2 separate regions of the Gossypium hirsutum genome follow, and region 2 is linked to region 1. A link is a contact called in public Hi-C data. All regions are on one chromosome and are shown on one strand. Each heading gives the region's core, a stretch centred on a gene start, on an enhancer-like site or on the middle of the called end of the contact. The rest is flanking DNA. Distances are from core to core; before and after follow the strand shown.

Region 1 (5,293 bases), core at 1,970-4,469:
AAAAATGGAAAATATCGAAGAAAATGTATTTGGTTGAAATTTTTAAAATGATTTTTGGAAAATGAAAATAGAAATATGTGAAAAATTAGAAAATAAAAAAAAATAGTTTTCACTAAAAATGTGTTGTAAACATGAAAATGATGAAAACAACAATTTTCAACTTTAGATGAATTGGTACTGGTTCAAATCCATATAAATGTAAAAATATTCCCTCTTTTTTCAAAAACCTTTTTAAAATTAAATCTGATACCCTAATTTAAATTCATATAAATGTAAAAATTTTATTTTATTTATGTTAGAGAAAATAGTTATCAAACTTGTTTTTATGTTTGGTTAGTATTTGATACACTGACAATGTACCTTTTTTATTCTACAAGTAGTCTTAAAAAATTATTACGTGTCTTTTTTTTAAAAACATTATTTTTTAAATATTTTACTATAGCTCTATAGGACACTTATTAACCTTTCAACTCTGCTTGTGGAGTCTAAAAACTCCACTAGTAACGTACAAAATATTTTTTCTTTCATTTTTCATTAGTAAAAATAATTTTTATTTCTATTTACTAAATGTGTTTTTTAACTTTTTAAAAAATAAAAAATGTAAACTATATTTTGAAAATGAAAATAGAAAAATATATTTGGAATCTAAACGAAGTGTTAGTTTGAGGTTTCAAAACTTTTATATAAATTTTATTGTTGATTTTTTTTAAATTTTATTTTATTTTTAGTTTAATGGTTTTAAAAATTATGCGATAATAATTTTTTATTTTAAATTTAATTATATAAAATTTAACATGTCGGTTGTAATAACAAAAGAAATTAATTAATATGACATTAATAATTTAAAAATATAATTACAACTCTTTAAAATTTAAAAGCTAATCTAAAATAAAAATAATAATTTTGAGAGTAACATTTATTTGATATAAAAAAGAATTAGTTAGAAACTCAAATCAATACCGAACATATTAAAAAATGACTCCACTTTACTGATCACGTAGCTTCTTATTCTTTTCTTGGAGGAAAAAAAAACACAATTTTGTGTTTCAAAACATCCACGAATTGAGTGCCCAAAAACAGCGTGCACCACTTTCTTTTTATTATTATTATATATTATCTTTTGGTCACCACGTTTCCAAGTTTGAGAAAGTGCAGTGTTGTATTAAGATTGTGGGTATCCTTTTCCTATTAAAACTGGTATGTTTTAGCGTATGATTTTAGATTTATTGATTTTTTTAAATATTTAATATATTTAATATTAAATATATCAAATGAATTATATTAAATAATTTTAAATATAAAAATATTAATTAGTTATATAACATACTTATCAATAAATTTCATAAATAAAAATTATCATTTAACAAATCTAAAATAAATAAATAAACATCTCACACATTAAATAATAAAATTATCCACAACATTATTTTTTTAAAAATACAATAAAATCATCTCATACTAAATATATAAATGAAAATTTTATAAAAACACAAAAGTTAACAGAAATTGTCTTTTTTCTTTAGTTTGTGTATTATATAAAGTCTTTATTATTTATTAATTTTGTACTTTAAATTTTAAAGTTATCTATTTGCCTTGGTTAAAGTTTAAATTTTAAATTTGCTTAGTAAAAAAATAATTCTATCTATTTTTTAACATTATTCATACACTGGTTGATGCACAATGTTTCGGTGGTGCAATTGAAATTAGTCGGAATGAGCCAGTGCAATCGGTACAGGCTGAAATTTATATCGGTGCGGAAAAGAGTAGTAATTATTCTAATTTATTACAGGAATGGTGCACACCGTTCAATACAACAGAAACCGGTGTGAAATTGACTACATTGTGTTGTACACAAGCATGTCGATCAATTCTAAGGAGGGGAAAAGTTACTTTTGGAATAAGCTTTGGTTAAGTGGATGAAACGAACACTTTCTCACTTTTCTTTTCCATTGTTAGAGCCATTTGGATGTAAAAGTATCATGAAGGTCCCTATATTAAGAATCAGAATGCATTTTGCTCTATTTACTTAGAAAATGGACAAATCGGTCCTTATACATTAGATCAAAAACCAAACTGACCCTTTTTATTAAAAAATTCATCCATTTCACTGTTAAAAACTAGTGTCGTTGATAGAATAGCCAGACAGTTACATGTGGCATGCCACGTGTACCTCATTCTGATGTACAGAGACCAGTTTTTAACAGTAGGAATAGATGAAAATTTTAACAAAAAGGATCAATTTACTCTTTGATCTAATGTATAAGAACTAATTTACCCATTTTTAAGTAAAAGAGATAAAATGCAATCTGACTCTTAATATAAGAGACAAATGTATCCACTACTTTCTACTATAGGAGGCATTAGGAATAAAATAGAATTGTAATATAAAATATATTTTATTAGAAAAAAAATCAAATTGCAGCTTTCTTTATAAAACAAGAATCGAGAGTAATGCAGCTACAAAAGTTTTGGAATCATCCCATCCCACCTGCATTGCTATAATGTATATAAAATAAATGTAATAAGCTTTTGTTTTTGTAATAGGAAGATTAATAGAGGCAATGTGGGTGTTGGAAATGCAGGTCAAAACTGAAGATGTGGTAGCCATGATGTGGGGCATGGTTGAAGAAATTAAATAAATATTGATATAAGGTTCTTCCCAACATGAAGCAAGGCATATGCTTTAACATTTTATTATTAATTTTGTAGGGTTGATCCATGAAAAGATTATTGTTGTTTTATAAAGTTTTTTTTTGGGTTGTGGTAATGCATGCGTGCAATGCATCTCCTTCCTTTCATCATGTTCTTTTTAAATATTTAAGACATTTTCGGTGCACAAATTTATATATTCATAATAGAATAAAATTTAGTTAAGTTTTTTTTTGTTGATAACGTTTAACATAAAATTTAAAAGAATAACTAAAATTTTAAAAAGAATGATTAAACTTTAAAAAGTTTAAATGCACCCAAACTAAGCCTTAGTTAGGAAGGTTGTGAGAGTACACGGTTGATTATTTGTAGTTGGTTTTACAATTAAAATTAAATAAAGAAGTCTTGTAATAATTTTATACTTTCGGGAATCCATTTATTAGGCTATGAGGATTGGGAGAGCCACCGACAGAAACAAGGTTAAGTGGAGGCAGAGAAGGCCCATTGTAGCAGAGCCTCCTTGACGGCCAGCCGACTTGGGCAACCACAAAGAGGACCCAGTTTAACTTTAAAGCTTTTTCATTGATTACCTAAAAGGGTTGTTATTATTAGACAAAGCCTGTTAAAATGCACCCTCACTTCTCTACGACCCATTTCCTTTTCTTCCACACAAATAATTGCCAATGCTTTTCACTCCCACTATTTCACCTTCTAATTTTATAAAAAAAACCATTTACTCTACGAGTCAAAACTTAAAGTGTAAGTGAATGTATTTTATTTAAAATAATATTTTGAGCTTTTAACACCTAAGCATCCCTTCACAAACTTTGAATTAGGCTAGCAATATTAGCCATTAATTTTGATGCAGTTAGAGGATAGAGCCATAAATATCTTAAATATAATACAATAAAATATATATATAAACACCACATAGTTATACAACTTTATTACGTAAAAAATTTTGATGAGATAAATCTAAAGAATAAGGCATATGCTTTTTAGTTTCAGGTAACTAATTAAAATGATACCGCAGAACAGAACCCTGAGCTATGGGTGCCGGAAAGTCGAGGCGTTAGAAGAAAGAAACGAAGAATGATCAGTTTTGTCTTCAAAGTGCAAAAGCAAACAACCCATCAGTTCAAGTGATCCGGCGTGAAGACTTGCTCCAACAGCGAAAAAGTTTAGATCAAAATGAACTTGAATTAAAAAATAAGACGTATTTAGAAAATGAATTGGATTCCGAATAAAACTTCTTTAATCTAAGCCTGACCCACTAGAATTTTTTAACTATTCTTTTAAGTAGACTGAGTTACTGTCATTAGAATACCTTATTATTTCCCTTATTCCCAATACCTAATCAATTCCTACTTCCTAAAAACAAAATCCCTGCCGCTCACCGCTCCAGCCCCGTTGTCCGTCAGTCCGTCTCCCGCTCACCACTGGTTTGCTCGGTAATTTTGATATGAACTTAATCCGTTGTAGATTTGGGGTGGCGTGGCTGATGTATATATGCAGTGGATAATAGGTTTTTTAAAGCACATGTATTTTGTTCTTTTATTTTTCTCGTGGAAAAAGAAAAGAAAATGTTGAATGCTTTTTGAGTGTGAACTGTAAAAGTTGATAGCAAAGGTGGGGTTTTGGAGGTTGTGGATTCAGAAAAGGAATTTAGTACAAAAAAACTATTTGCAATTTGCAAACAAAGACTGGGTTGACATTGCTTGTCACATTAATGTTTACAATTTTTTTTTCTATGGGTACCTTTTAATTATTATCTCAAATGCTGAATCCATGTATATATAATTAGCATGGATAATTGGGTTTTCTTGCATTCTAAACACCTCGAATTTGTCGGTGCCATAGATCGATCTACCCATCAACCACCTTTCGTCAAATCACTTCACAAAAGAAAACTGGTCATTTAAAGCTAAAAGTATACAATTGTACTTTCACCATCTCTCACACTTAATCAACCATGTACTCGTATGAGGAAAAGCCCACCAAAGCTTATTATTACTAGAAATAAAGAAAGAAAGCAATGCTTAAAATTTTGTTGATGATTGCTAGTCTTTGAAGCATAATTTTGATAAGATACCAAATATTTTTTACTGGTTTAATATTTTTTGAGTTATAAGTACAATTATAATTGTAAGTATAAATTATATATATTCAAATAATAATAATTAATTATTATAAAGTATTGTTGAGGGGGGATCGATTCTCTGGGTCAGTCTAGGATTTTCAACGAAGGTATTATTCTCGGAGTGTTTATGCTTAATTTTAGCTTTGAGCATTTGTCTCTCGATTTCAAGGAGAACCCAAAGGGGTTCACGAAATTTGGCAAGAATGCCTAGCCTACCAAGGAAATGTTTAGCATTTGGCCTTAGTGGGGTTCTAACCCACTAAAACCCTTAAAACATGGGTTAGAACCCCTCTAAGACCAAGTGCTAAACATTTCTTTGGTGGGTTAGACAATTCTATCAAATTCCATGAACTTCTTTGGGCTCTCCTTAAAGTCAAGAAACAAAAACTTAAGGTTAAAATCGAGCATAGACACTTCGGGAACAATAGCTCCATTGAGGGTCCAAGATTGCCCCAAAGAGCCAATCCCCTCTCAACAAAAAGACATTGACTCTCTTAGGAAAAG
Region 2 (5,293 bases), core at 1,481-3,980, 340 kb after region 1:
TTTTTATTAGAATTTAGTTTAGGTTCAAAATAGATTGTCATTATTGTTTTAAGACTTAGATGCAATTTGGATCCAAGCCATCGTTTATTCAGTTATTGATATTTTTCTTTTGGTTTTTTATTGCAATCAACGATATCTCGACAACTGCCAAAGGATTTTTGGCTTCCGAGTGCATTCAACATTGAAACGGATCAATTTCTCTTTTCTCTTATTTTTAATTTAATTCTTAGTTGCATGTTTAAATTAACTGTTGGGGAAATTGCATCTAGATTCATGAGTGGTTAAATTCCTTAAGGAGATTAACGATTGGATATGGAAGTAATTAATTGAAGAATTAGGGTTCGTCGTAGAATTAGTTGGCTTAAAATATGCATGCTTAAACCCTAAGATTAACAACCTTAGGAAGTAATCTAAGTAAATGAGGTCAAGAGAATAGTTTACCAAGCGCCTCATAATTTATCTTGATTTAAACTACGAGGTCAAGAGATAAGTGGGTTTGTCTATTAATTAGTTAGTTAGAGATTTAAAGGTAATAATTGGTTAATTATTAGCTAATTTATTGAAACCTGAATTCTAAAGTTAATTATGAACACTGATGAAAGGTAATCTTATATTTGTTATCTGAGATTTAATTTGATTGTTAATTTATTTTTAGTAATTTTATGTTATTGTTGATATTCAATTTTCTCATTATTTGTCTTACTGTAATTTTTGGTTATTACTATTTAGCCCTATTCATGTAGAAAATAATTTTAAGTTTAGTCCATCCTCTCTTAGATATGATCCTCAGAATACTTCCCGAAGTGTTTTGTTGTAAACTTACTATATTAAGATTTTGAGTTGTATTTTTATGGACATCGTTGTTTTATTTTCTATCTTTTTGTTGCAGTATTTCCAGCCCAAGCGTTTGTACGTCTAGCAGTGGCCAGATAGTTGATCCACAACTGAGTCGCCTGACTTCTTTTAGGTCAATTAGTTGTAAGAGCCACCTTAAATGTACCAGATTTCGAGATTTATCTAGCATTAAAAGACCCCCGATCAACCTTAGTATGAATGCTTGAGCGAATTGTTGCCTTTCAACCGCACTAGAAGAGTTGTCGAGATGTGAGAAATTATCTTCTAACTATTTCATATATATATCGTTATCACTAAACTTGTCTGACACCTTGCATAATAGTTGGTGACAAATTTGCTTCCAATCACCAACGTGCACTACCCCCGTAACGATTGACCCATCAATCGGTAGACCGAGTTGTAATATCACATCCTTGAGTGTAATTGTACATTCACCACATGGAAGATGAAATGCATATGTTCTGGATATCCATCTTTGTAGCAAAGCATTGATAAGTGTGGGCTCCAATTTAGTCCCCATAAGCATACGTGACACGTGTAAGAATCCTGTCTCTTCCAAGTACTGTTCAATAGCACGTGGTGCTCTTGCACTTAAATTGTGTATAATGTTTTGATAATCCAAATTTTTTTCTTGATTATATAAACATAAAAAAAATAATAACAACTAAATAATGATATTAATTAAAATATAATAATATTTTCTTACCATTTATAATTGGACGCTAGAAATGTGTTTGTGATCCAAACAAATTAGGGGCATTGATATTTTTAAAACCTTTAAGATGATGAACATCGAATAAAATCCAAGAAATTACAACGGGTAGGATAGAAAATTGAGAGAAGAAGAATTTGAAAGAAAATTAAGATATTAAGATAGAAAATTAAGAATAAAAGAGTTGAGAGAATAGATGAATAAGATTGAATGAAAAAAGAATGATAAGCGTAGAGAGTATATTAGACTTGATCAAGGGTCAGGCCACCCACCTAGGCTTGAAGGTCGACTCAAAAAGTGGAGGGTTTGGATAAAAATATAGGCCCGTAAAATAGGCTCAGACAAAAAAATAAGATTCGCTTTCTAAACGTTCCGGAGCTCGGGTAAGATTTTTTTGGCCCGGCCTGAATTTGCTTAAATTTTTTCACTTCTGATTACTATTATTGTGCTATTGTTTTTTTCATTTTGATGTTGTTTTGTTGTCATTTCGCTTTTATATTGATACTATTTTGTTATTATTATTTTGATATTATATAACTCATGTTTTTTTATTAATTTTGCTACTATTTCAGATACATTTGCTTGTTAAGTTGCAACTATCTTGATGTTATTTAAATCTAAAGACTTTTTTTAATGTATTTTCAATTTGTTGAGAAACATTTATTTTAATGTTTTTAGTGTATCTGATATGTATTATATTTTTTAAATTTATTTTTATATAAAAAATAATACAACAATAATTTAATACGGATAGGTTAGGTCGGACTCGAGTTTAATATTTTTTATTTAGCTAAGGTAAAATTTTAGGCTCATTTTTTTTAGATCAGGCTAGATCTGGACCTAGAAAATGAGTTTAAAATTTTATATTGGCTGAATCCGAATCAATTATTTCCCAACAATTATAACCGTTGAGAACCGTTTGTGGATTTTTTTTTTAAATTATAACCATTGATCTAAAATCAATTATTTCCCAACAATTAACATATAATTTTTATTTTTTAAAAATAAATCTCGTGCAAGGCGCCAGCCCCACATAACAAAAATACGCTATGCTTTTGCCATGTGCAACCAAAATTCCGCAAAAACAATTTATTTTTCTAAATTTCAAAAAATTCAACCTAAATTCCAATTAAATTTCCCCTTTAAAAAAAATGAATTAGGACTTACTTTTGTAATTCCTTTTCCAGTTGTATTCAAACCCCTTAAATTATACATAATATTCTTGTGATTGCTGGAAAAAGAGGTCGTGATTTCTTACAATAGGCACTGTTTGTGTTTTGAAATAGAAGAAAGAACATTTAATTTTTGGTCGTTTGGCGACATTTCTCACGGTCCTTCTCTTCGGTTTATCCGCTCAAGTAAATCCTTCTCTAATTCCCCTTAAATTGAAAAAGAAGGAAAAAAAGAGAAGGTCCAATTCACTTGCTCTGAGCATTTCCCGCCACCGGGAACTGTTTTTGTTCAAATTCTGGGTAATAATGTCGCAGTCTCTCCAATTCATCACTCCCTCACGTGCTCCTTACTTCACTCTTCCAAAATTCCCGAGGAGGTCTTGTACCCTGTTTCCGGTAATCAACCTCCCCAACACAAAACGCTCTATAACCATCACGCCATCGTTATCTTCATTTCTCCATGCCACGTCATCACGATCCCTGCCTTCTGGCAACTCCCAGACCGGAGCTGCGGGGGTTGTATCGGCGTTAAGCGTAGGAGCGACAGGGATCGAAGTGGACGCCGTCACGGAGGCGGAGTTGAAGGAGAACGGATTCCGTAGCACGAGGCGGACGAAGCTAATCTGCACGATTGGTCCAGCCACCTGCGGGTTTGAGCAGCTGGAAGCGTTGGCCGTCGGAGGCATGAACGTGGCTCGAATCAACATGTGCCACGGCTCACGCGAGTGGCATCAAACGGTGATCGAACGGGTGAGGAGACTCAACGATGAGAAAGGCTTTGCCGTCGCTATAATGATGGATACTGAAGGTAGCGAGATTCACATGGGAGATCTCGGTGGCGCTGCCTCCGCCAAAACTGAGGTAAACTGAAAAGCTATTTTTTCCCTCTCTCTTTAATCTGATTAATTTGAATTATTTACTTTTGAAATCTTATTAATTTAAAAAAAAATTGAAGATAGGATGGAGAAATCTGGACATTTAGTGTTAGGGCTTTCGGAACACCGCGGCCAGAGCGTACAATTAATGTAAATTATGACGGTTTTGCTGAAGGTTTGCAATCTTAACTTTTACTTAAAGAAGTAATTCTAAGCAAATTGATTTATTGTTGATTTAAATACGATTGTTTGATGTTGATTTATAGATGTGAAAGTTGGGGATGAACTTTTGGTTGATGGTGGAATGGTGAGGTTTGAGGTGACTGAGAAGATTGGTCCCGATGTTAAGTGTCGGTGCACTGATCCAGGATTGTTGCTGCCGCAAGCTAATTTGACTTTGTGGCGGAATGGCAGTCTTGTTTCAGAGCGTAATGCAATGCTTCCTACCATTTCTTCCAAGGTTGTTACTTGTTTCTATCTTTAGTTCTTTGAATTTTATTACTTGGTGTTTCGAATGAGAGATAATATAAAGTAATAATGGAATAAGACGTTTGGCACTCCTGACATTAAATTTAGAGTCTCTTTAAATTAACCATATGGTTGTCTAAATTACTCTTATATCCTACAATCCTATGTACTGGTATCAAGTTATTTAACTTGTTTAATATTGCTTTGAGCACTGACTGATGGAAAAGGGAATAGGCTTGAGACTTATGAGCAAATCCCTAGTGAGATTTTACAGTTTTACAAGAACTTGATTGGCACAGCTGATAGGAGGGTTACCAAATGCTCTGATTCTCTCAGGGAGCTACTGCAGATTGCTCTACCTGAAGCTGTGAGGATTTGACTTGAGAGATAACTAGAGAGGAAGTTAAGGCCTCTATATTTGATCAAGGAAGTGAGTAGGCCCTAGGACCTGATCGCTACACTTAATCTCTTCTTTCAGACTATCCGGTCCATTCTGGGGCAAGATTTAACTGAAGCGGTGTTGTACCTCTAAGCTCCTCCCTGCCTTCAACTCCACTGCTGTGGTGTTGGTTCCTGAATGTCAAAAAACCTTGAGCAAGTGAAAGACTTTAGACCATTCTCCCGCTGTTCAATAGTTTACATGTGCATAACAAGAATTTTGGTGAGAAGGATCACCAGATATCTCCCTGAAATGATCTCTGCTAGCCAGAGTGCTTCTATCCAAGGTAAAAGCATCATTGACAACACACTGATGGCTTCAGAGATTGTCAAAGGCTACAACAGAAACAATTTATCTCCTAGATGTGTGGCATGTGCCCTTAAAATAGACCTTCGGAAGGCCTTTGATTCCTTTAGCTGGGACTTTGTACTTACTGTGCTTGCAGCTATGGGCTTTCCAGAACAGTTTGAGGTATGGATTAGAGCTTGCACTACAACTCCAAGGTTTTCTATCTCTCCCAATGGAGGTTTTGTGGGTTATTTCAGAGGAGAAGGGGGATAATAAGGCTGGGGGGTGTTGTGGACGCAGGACTTAGGATAAGTTCAAGTTAGGTAGGACTCTTATAATAAAAGAAATTGTTTTAGGACTCTTAGAATAGAAGGGTTTTTTTTGGGTACAAGACAAAGAAATTAAAAAACAAAACATGGGCAGAATTAGGGCCAAGTGAAAGAAATATAAGCAGTAGAGGCACAGATTGCCCATCGTTTGGTTT

The links. Hi-C and Micro-C count contacts between places; a contact is called where the count stands out from the background.
Region 2: a contact with region 1 is called in a Hi-C map of leaf, with 2.3 times the contacts expected there. The contact joins the promoter of LOC107914993 here to the enhancer-like site in region 1. A contact is called at or near these places in 2 of 34 Hi-C or Micro-C datasets (both in leaf).

What each region holds. Positions count from the first base shown.
Region 1 is chrD10:34,442,777-34,448,069 of Gossypium_hirsutum_v2.1, forward strand. No RefSeq gene overlaps it. Among protein-coding and RNA genes, the nearest start is that of LOC107915984, 31 kb to the right of the region's middle. Within about 2 kb of position 3,220, at least 8 of the 9 cell types and tissues checked have an H3K27ac peak or open chromatin away from gene starts, as enhancers often do. A contact at or near this core is called in leaf, where this site is marked.
Region 2 is chrD10:34,785,048-34,790,340 of Gossypium_hirsutum_v2.1, forward strand. LOC107914993 (pyruvate kinase isozyme A, chloroplastic) reads left to right here and starts at 2,731. Exons shown (of 6, transcript XM_016844076.2): 1 at 2,731-3,600; 2 at 3,699-3,789; 3 at 3,881-4,074. The coding sequence starts at 3,046.